Linked DNA regions of Capra hircus: region 2 is linked to region 1. The links are chromatin contacts, called in public Hi-C maps. All regions are on one chromosome and are shown on one strand. Each heading gives the region's core, a stretch centred on a gene start, on an enhancer-like site or on the middle of the called end of the contact. The rest is flanking DNA. Distances are from core to core; before and after follow the strand shown.

Region 1 (4,821 bases), core at 2,070-4,569:
TTTTTTATTCTTCACTCCAGCCCTTCTCATCTATTCTAAATGTACGAACCAGAAACTTCTTGCTAAACTCACAGGTCAACAAAATGATCTGCATTTATCATAGCTCGTGGAATTTTAGACTACAAAAAGGTGAATTTTACTGTGTGTTAATCATGCTCCAGTATTTTTAAAAATTACTAAAATTGCTTTAAAAAAGCAAATGTAAATTAGATCAGGTTACTCAGCATCCAGTGGTCAGCTAGGTCCTCAACCAGGCTTACCAGATGTTATTGGATTTGTACCCTGGCCCTATCCCACTCTCTTCTCTCCTTTCAGCCACCAGGGGCTGCCTGGCTTCATCCTGAACCTGCCAGACAAGATCTCACTACAGGCCTGGTGCTTGGGGCTTTCTTCCTTAGGATATTCATGAGCCTGCTCTCTGGTCTTTATTCAAATGTAAAATGTCAAAAGCCACGGCAAGGCAGAGTATTATCAACATACAAGACAGGAGAATCACCAGTTTTGTGGTGAAAAAAATATGGTCTGGTATTTCTGAGACATGGTAGTCATTAGCCATGTAGGAGAAGCACCTTCTTTGCCTCTATTTAAAACTGCAACCACGTCTGGACAAAGTCCCTAAACCCCTTTTCTGCTTTAATTTTCTCTGTCATACCTATCCCCTTCTAAAACACTGTATTTAGATGACTCTTACTTGTCATCTGTCTCTCTGTGACTAGGGCAGGGTTTGGGGATTTTGGGGGGCGGGGTCTGCTTTGTTAACTGTGTTATTCTCAGCACCTAGAACAGTGTGTGGCATATACCAAATGCTACTTAAGTATTTGTAGAAAGAATGAAGAAACGAATGCCAAAATTCCTGAAAGGAATGATGATCTGGGTGTGTTTTGGAAAACAACAAACCAATAAAAAATTCCACCATATTTCTCACCTCATTTGGCCCTATTTCCTTCACCCTCCATTTCCTGCCAGAACTCTAGACACACTGGCCTCTCACTTGCCCTCAGACCTGCGCTGCCCTTTCCCAGCTCTGGGCTCTCTCAGCTCCGGCAACCCCTGTTTACAACACTCTTCTTCCACTCTGCCTGGCAACTTCTGGTCGCCTCTCAACTTCCAGCTGAAACATCTTTCCTTCCTAACCTTGTCAGCCCCAGACTTGACCAGATTGCCTCACTGTGAGCCTTCTTAGCACCCTGTACCTCTCCTTCATCAAACTCATTATACTACAGTTAAATAACTAATGTGAAATGGGTAGCTTGGTGGCTGTCTTCTTGCTAAAATCTAAGTGTCGTGAAAGTGGGGATTTGGTATATCTTATTGACTACTGGACCCCAAATATCCAGGGCATTATCATGCTCATGGCAGACATCCCTTAGGAATCTGCTGAATCAAGTGCCTGGGCGCTGGTGAGGAGTCTAAATAGCATGAGTGTGCCCCAAATGAGCCCTCTTCTTGAAAACAGGATGACTGGTTAATATAAGGGGTGAGCGGGGTGAGGCCAGTGAACATAAGCTATACCAGTGGCAGAAACATAGAACCTCATCTTATAATAAATCTCTTTAAGATATTACTCAGGAGAAGTTAAATGCAAAATTAAATACTTAAAATACACTTAGGAGGGACTTCCCTGGCAGTCCAGGGGTTAAGACTCTCTATGTTTTCACTGCAGGAAGCATGGGTTCCACCCTGGTCAGGGAACTAAGATCCCATAAAGGCTCGAGGTGCCACCAAAAACAAAAACAAAACAAGCAAAAACAAAAAACACTCAGGAAACTACTGCTTAACAGAATCTGAAAGTAATTTTATAATGAGTATAATTCCCTCTCAGGCTTTCTTATTGGGGAAGGCGGTAAATACCAATTTCCACTTACCAACTGTGCTTAGATTCACCTATTATTCAATAAGGTATTAAAAAGAAACAACATTCCAGGTGCCATGCTGGGCATACAAGTTTAATAATAACCAGAGTCCAATTCTGCGGAGAAAAGAAGAGTTTCTTCAACTCTTTTTGAACTCCTATGTCTATTTTTCTTAAGTCAGAAAAAAGGGCAAACTCAGAATCGCTCCTTTAACAAAGCTCATATCAATGATCAGCTCAGATGAATCACTAGAGGAAAACACTGCCTGAGATAAGATAAAGGAGATCATCAAGAGGTGCTTCTCACATATTGTGAGAACAGCTAAAGTATTCCAGACCATGTTTCTTTCACCATTAAGCTGGCTTTTCCTGTCTTATGTAAGATTCTGCCTTGCGGTGGCTTTTCCTTGCCTACCCTACACTAGGAATCTGGCTATAATTCCCAAACTCGAATGCATAGTTCTTTCCCTTGAGATGTTCACAACAACCACAAATGCCATCTTGGTCTAAACAGCATACCAAAGCTTCAAGGTCACTATAAGATAGGAAAGCTAGGCTTGTTTTTGGCTGTTAGTATGGCCCTGAGATAACTAAGAAATTCCTGGCAGTGTTGATAAATGGACCAATGTGGAAAAAAGAGGCCAGTGGACTAGTGAAGCAGGGCCACTTGATAAAGCCAAAATCGAACAGGGAGCAGACCTAGGGTGGGGGAGGAGAGGGCTAACGTGAACTGGAAAAAACACAGGGTTAGCGGCTGTTCTTCTCGCAGTTGGACTGGTCACAGGCACCAGACACTAACCCCCTGAATGACCCTGGTCCTCACGATCTCTACATTCAAACTGAGGAGACAGCCCTCAACTCTTCCCCGAGCCACACTGCACAGCTCTTGGCTGCAAGATACTTGGTAGCAACAGGACACCGGCATGTTCTGTGAACCGTGCTGCCCACAACGGCGGGAGGGAGTCAATGCCTGGAATTCTAAACACAGATTCACACTTAAAAGTCAGTTCTGGCAGCAATGATCCAGCTCTTAGATGTGGCATGGGGAGAAACTGGAAGTCTCCAAACAGAGCTTCTGCCTTTTAAACCACTGCTTTTTCATACAAGCAATATGAGAAACTTGAACAAACAGGAATGCCTGGAGAGGGGAAGGAAGGGAGGAGAGACCGTCACTGGGTTTTTAGAATCAACAGTCTGCGTTAGAGTTGAAGTGTCAACTCAGGAGCCCCCAAAATAAATCAAACCCTCCACCTTACCTGACTTAATAACTGTAACGTGTACCACATGCAGACTTACATACAGCAAACAGCACACTGAGTATGTAACACCAAGACTTTGGAAGTTTATGAGGCAACTGTTACTGCCAGTTGGAGAGGACAATTTCCTGAAAGCCCAACTGTGTGCCTGAGATTAGCTGTCCATTCCGCTCCTCTGATAACCTGAAGTTGTGCAGGAAGTCACACTGGAACAATAGCACTGCTGCTCCCTGCAGGCAGTTCTACGCTACTGCAGAATAATTCATTGGCTGAAACACACTACTGAAGCAGTAACATACCCCATGGTTGCGGAGGGGGCTGTAGCATTATTCTTCAGTTCCTGCACATTTACCACTTGAGGGACATTCTTCAAAGTTGATTCAGTCAATGTACTGACAGCTATTTAAATAGAGAAGAGAAAGGCACGTTAATTGCAATATAAGATCAAAATTCTAGCCAGGTCTAATGAATAACTAGGACACAAGCAGAATGCAAACTTATTATATAAAGGAAATTTAGGTGGTTCTGCAGCACTGTGTTCAATGGAACACCTGGCCTACGCCCTTCATAAAGATTATCCAATGAAGCTTTGTGCAATTTAATCAAATGTCCTAGTTCAGAAAAAAGGAATTCACCAGCCAGCTTTTACAGAGCAGAGCTGAGATACCTGCCATATCGGCTTGTCCTGGAAAAGGGCAGAAAGAGCTAGAGGATCACCAGTGTTCCTGCCTCCACGCATTCATTCATTCAGCCACTCTTTCACATGAGCTTATTAGTGTCAGACTCTGTTAGGTGCTCGGAATACAAAAAATGTCTGAAATATAGTGTCTTCTTTAAAGAAGTTCATGCTTTAGTGAGACAGACACAGTGAATCAAATATGAAAAATGGAGCTTGAACCAAAATGGAGGAGGAGGCCAAGCAGGCCTGAATTAAGGAAAGGTACCAGGGACTGATGTGGCACTTACTCACCTGTCTTAGGCTTATCAGCTTCCATACCTTTTTTGTATGTGTCTTATAATTTATAAATAACTATTAAGGCCTAAGCAAAGCTCTTGGATCTTCTCCAACTATTTTGGGGCAGTTGGACTTGTAGCCCAGGTAGGATGGTGGCTCTATGGCAGCTCACTCCACCCCTTCCTTCAGGGAGTCCCCAGGGATGCCCTGCTTATGACTGCACGTAGTTCATCCTTGACACTCACAGGTGCCCACACCTTCGAAACCTGTTTTTGAATAATGTCTTCTGAAATGATCACACCACCTCCTGCTGAGAATGGACTAATCCTAAATCCTGGTAGACTTGAAGCTGATAAATAATCAATCAGCTTGATTTTGGATCTGTTCAGTACAATGCTAAGATTCTGCTTGGTCCGACTGATATTTAAAACATCAAGGAATTCTTATATTTTTCAGAATGCTCAAAAGTACCTTAAAAAGTTCTGTTTTTTTCTCTTTCATATCTATGTTAGGTGTCTTAGTAAGGGTTTTAATCTGAACTTTCCCTAGAGATCTATTATCATCTAATGGCAACTATTTTTGGCTAAATCAAACCACCATGTCTTTTCCATCTTTTAAAATTTTAGTGTAAATTGGCATATGTTCTAAGCAGGTATAAAACTAAAAAGATTCATTCAGCTAAAACAAAAATATGATTTATAGCCAAGTTTCTCACTCTTGGCACTACTGACATTTTGGGGATAGATAATCCTTTGCTG
Region 2 (4,923 bases), core at 1,947-4,446, 140 kb before region 1:
AAGACCCTGATGCTGGGAAAGATTCAGGGCAGGAGGAGAAGAGGGCAACAGAGAATGAAATGGTTGGATGGCCTCACCGGCTCAATGGACATAAGTCTGAGTAAACTCCGGGAGATGGTGAAGAGCAGGGAAGCCTGGCGTGCTGCAGTCCATGGGGTCACAGACACGACTGAGGAATTGAACAACACGGCAACAGGTGGCAGTAGTGGTGAAGGATCGGCCTGCCGACGCAGGAAATACAAGAGACGTGAGCTCGATCCCTGGTTCAGAAGATCTCCTGGAGGAGGAGATGGCCACCCGCTCCAGTATTCTTGCCTGGCAAATCCCATGGGCAGAGGAGCCTGTTGGGCTGCAGTCCACGGGGTCGCAAAGAATTGGACACGACTAAGCGCGCACACACAGCCTTGTAAACTCCCAAGTCTCCTGCACATATGAGTGGTAAATGTTAAGACAGGATGAAAAGGGGCCCATGGTTTTTAATTTAAAAAGGGAGGGCATACCAGAGCAGTTTGGTTTGTAAGATCTGAGACTCAGAGAGATTAAGTTGCTACGGGAGACGTAGTTGGCACAGCATGGTGCTGCCTCCTATTTCTTCTTGAATTTTTGGTCCCAGCTGTTTGTCCTCTGGAAGTGAGACAGTTGACCCCCTCTGTCTCCCCCACCTGCCTCCTCCCCGCTTCCTTGGGGCAGTGCTGAGGGCGAGAAGGAAGCTTCGCCTTCCCGGCAACGAGGCTGTCACAAGTTCGTGGGAAGTCTGTTTGTGGTTTACTTTATCACAGAGCCCTGGGAGAGCCAGCCTGTCTGGAATGTGAAGGAACCCGAATCCTGCCCAGCTCAGGGGAAGGCAGCCGGGGTCAGGGACTGCAGCCCCTGATAAGGACCAAGTGACCTCCCTCGGGGATCACACACCCCAAGGTGAAAGACGATCTCGAGTCCCTGAGGCGTGCTCTACCGCAGCTTTTGTTGTCGTGGTTGGTAACTACTTATTTACTTTATCGGCCTGCACCAGGTCTTGGTTGTGACACACTGGATCTTTAGTTGTGGCAGGCCAGAGTCTTAGCCACTGGACCACTGGGAGGAAGCTGTATCACATCTCCTTTATCCATTCATCTGTCTGTGGACGTTTCGGTTGCTTCCATGTCTTGGCGATTGTGAACAGTGCTGCAGTGAACACTGGGGGGCCTCATGTTTCTTTTTGAACTCCATTCTTTTATGACTTTGGTAAAAAAAAAAAAATTAGGAGAAATTAGAAAGTTTTGAAGAAAACCAGAGACCCGCTGGGTTGGAAGGGGCCCTTAGTGAAAGAGAAGTTGCTCAGTCATATCTGACTCTTTGTGACCGCATGGACTATAGCCTACCAGGTTCCTCCGTCCATGGAATTTTCCAGGTAAGAGTATTGGAGTGGGTTGCCGTTTCTTTCTCCAGGGGATCTTCCCAACCCAGGGATCGAACTCAGGTCTCCTGCATTGCAGGCAGATGCTTTACCATGTAAGATCTGTTAATTCAGCTGTCCTCAGGTGGGCTCACCTCTCCCACATGCTGGCCACATGACCAGCTGCTCTGCATAAACACCCCCAAGCTGGGGAGCTCACTGCCAGCCCTGCGGGGTCCCCGGGACTTGCCATCCTGTCCTGGTTCCCTGGTTGCCTGCGCCCCCTGGTCTCATTCTGCCCGCAGCAGCTCCAGAGATGGAAAGGGTTTTATTGGGGGTGGGGGAGGGAAGAGACCTAGAATGTGGATACTTTCCGCTGAGGCAGGCAGGGAGGGTTTCCTGGGGAACCCTCAGCAGGCAGACATCTGTTTAAGCCGACAGGCTGCCCAGCCTGGGGAGCAGGAGGGGCTAGGAGACAGGGAGAAGACAGACTGGGTCTGCCTTCTGCAAATGTTCCCCTTGGGCAGCCTTGAAAAGGGACCGCCGGGGACCCAGGCCTCGAGTCCTCTCTGAGTCCGCCACTGTGGGGGTCTCGGGCTGGAGTCAATCCCGTAAGTGCTGGTGTGCAGGCACCTGGTTCACTTTGTGCTCAGCTCCTGTGTGTGGCCTTTTGGGCTTTGTGTTCCCGTTTGTAGCTGAGATCTGTGATGGAGGCTGTGACTCGTTCAGCCTTGAGAGGGGCACGGCCCAGGACGGGGCTTACGGAGGTCACTGATGCCAAACCAGGCTGCCGTGTGCTTTGAACTTTGAAAGAAAGGGAGTGGGTCTTCATCCTCTTGGCCTGCACTGCCAGTGCATCACAGGGGTCACGAACTTGAGTCAATCAGAAAAGGTACCTCTTGGACCCTTCAGAGCTCAGGAGCAGGGGAACCCACACAATCTGCAGGGGGCCCCTGCAATAACCATCTCTGCACACTAGAGAGCGCTGTGGGACAGAAACCGAGTCCCAGATGGACCAATCATCTTGTTCAGCTGAAACCAGCAGGGGTGACAGGTGAGGAGGAGCTGTCATTCCCTGGACTTGCCCTTTGTGAGAGCCACCTCACTGGGTCCTTGCAGCGAACCTAGGGCTAAGTACTGTTAGCGCCCCCTCTGCCACTATACAGATTAAGAAACCGAGCATCGTTAAGTGATTTGGCCCAAGTCTATAAATTAGAGGGGCTTCCCTCATAGCTCAGTTGGTAAAGAATCCACCTGCAATGCAGGAGACCCCAGTTTCATTCCTGGGTCGGGAAGATCCGCTGGAGAAGGTCTAGGCTACCCACTCCAGTATTCTTCAGCTTCCCGTGTGGCTCACCTGGTAAAGAATCTGGCTGTAATTTGGGAGACCTGGGTTCAATCCCTGGGTTGGGAAGATCCCCTGGAGAAGGGAAAGGCTACCCACTCCAGTATTCTGTCCTGGGGAATTCCATGGACTGTGTAGTCCACGGGGTCGCAAATAGTCGGACACGACTGAGCGACTTTCACTTTAGAGAGAGCTAAAGCTTGAACTTGACCCTGGAGCTCGAAGGGTGGACCATGTGCCCCCCACCCCCATGATGTTTGGCTCCATCTCTCCTCCTGGGTCCCTTCTAGATAGTTCCCTTTAACTCAGTGAGGTTTACCCAGGCCTCCTGAGCAGTGGGGAGAGGGTCTCTCTACCAGGAGAGGTTGGGGTGTATAGGTGCCCAGGGGCCCTGGGGAAGGAGCTGGGGCTGTGGGGCCAGCTGTGGACATGGGGAGGGAGATCCCAAGCCAGCGGGCTGGAAGTCCTCCTGCTTTGGCCCCTGGCAGAGCTGGCCCCCTGGGAGCCCGCCAGGCTTATTAATATCCTGCTGAGTCAGGGGGCTCTTGAGTTTCAGCATCACAAGACAAGAGGCAGGAATATCCTTGACTCCCCAGCGTCCTCTCTCCGCCTGCCCTGCCCACCTCAGGCTGGGGGCTGTGCAGGTCTGAGTGGTCAGGTGGCCCTGGAGGGGGCAGGTCACTTCTCCTGACTTACAGGTGGAGGCGAGAACCCAGTCCAGGCACAGCTCCTCCAAGGCTTGGCACACGGGAGAGGCTGAGAGCAGGAGCTGCCTTTCCAGAAAAGGCCCTGCTGGGGGCCCAGCCCTGTCCTTGTTGCTGTGGGTCCGGCAGCTGGGGCAGAGCAGGGAGGAGGGTGGGAGGACAGCCTGGTCTGGTTCTCAAAGAGCTCACCACCTGCCCAATGTGGGGTCCCCCAGCCAGCAGCTGGGTCCAGACAGAGGCTGGGCCCTTCCTATGGCCAAACGATGAACTCTCCCAGACATTTGGACTTGGGTCTCGGGGACTCTGGTCATACGGGGTGGGCACTGGCTGAAGGGAAGAGCATCTGGGCTTGGGGAAGGAGGTGGTGAGGGATCCATGCAGATGTGTCCATGGCAACAGAGGGGCCAGACTGCAGTGGACACGTGAAAAGACAGGTGCCCCCAGGAGAGCAGCCCCCCGCCCCTGGCTCTTAGCCCTCTGTACCCACTTCCCGCCCCAGTATCCAGGAGGCTGCTCTGCATTCCCCGTGCAACATCCTCATTTTTGCCCCAGACTTCCACATGGCCCTGCAAGGGGAGAGGTGACTCATTTCTTGACCGCCCAGCCCTTGGAGCTCCCCAGTCACAGTTTAAAACTATTTGCTGAGGACCTCCCAGGCACCAGAGCCAGGCCTAAGTGAGATACACATGGCCTGTTCTCCAAGTCTCACAAGATACCTGTTCTTCCCATTTTTTGGATGAAGAAACTGAGGCCCACAAGGCAGTCAGCTACCACTAGGTGACAAAGCCAAGACTCAAACCCAGGTCTGGGTGATTACAGAGCCCTTACTATTTTTATGTATTTATTTGGCTGCACTGGGTCTTAGTTACAACACTTGGTGTCATCAGTCTTCATTACAGCATGAAGGACTTTTTAGAGGCAGCATGAGGGATCTGAGCTTTCCTGGTGGTTCAGTGGCAAAGGATCTGCCTGCAGTGCAGGAGATGGGTACCATCCCTGGGTTGGGCGTTGGCTCCCGAGGCCCTCTGGAGCCTTTATCAGCCAGCTCCACACAGCACAGGTCGGGCAGCCCGCCCTGGCCCGGCCCCTTGCAGCTCATTATCAGAGGACACATTCCACCCAACTGCCCCTGGAAGGTGGGGAAAATAGAGCCTGCCATTTTCCGGCCCTTCTTCTGAGTTTCACCTAGTGGGGAAGGGGCGCTCCAGGGACAGGAAGGGAGTTATTACAACAGGAAGCCCCGGCACTGGATTCTTCAACTGGCACAAGAAAACCCCGGGGACTGGAGTGTGACCCTTGGAAGCGCTGACCTTGCTGGGTGGGCCTGGGGGAGAGACAGCTGCTTCTTTGGCCTGATTTATTTTTGTTTTTGTTTTTTTTTTTTTTAATTGGAGCATAATTGCTTTACAATATTGTATATTGATATATGGTTTCTGCCATATATCATATCATATACCCTCTGGGCAAGGTCTCAAAGCACCGTCATCCTCACACACCGGTCT

The links. A called contact is a pair of places that touch in the nucleus more often than the background predicts.
Region 2: a contact with region 1 is called in a Hi-C map of blood, with 6 times the contacts expected there. The contact joins two enhancer-like sites. A contact is called at or near these places in 2 of 5 Hi-C or Micro-C datasets (both in blood).

Annotation. Positions count from the first base shown.
Region 1 is chr11:100,832,254-100,837,074 of ARS1.2, reverse strand. It overlaps NUP214 (nuclear pore complex protein Nup214), which reads right to left. Exons shown (of 36, transcript XM_018055996.1): 24 at 3,408-3,507. Among named protein-coding and RNA genes, the nearest start is that of TRNAC-GCA, 16 kb to the left of the region's middle. Within about 2 kb of position 3,319, at least 2 of the 5 cell types and tissues checked have an H3K27ac peak or open chromatin away from gene starts, as enhancers often do.
Region 2 is chr11:100,974,709-100,979,631 of ARS1.2, reverse strand. No RefSeq gene overlaps it. Among named protein-coding and RNA genes, the nearest start is that of PRRC2B, 26 kb to the left of the region's middle. Within about 2 kb of position 3,196, at least 2 of the 5 cell types and tissues checked have an H3K27ac peak or open chromatin away from gene starts, as enhancers often do.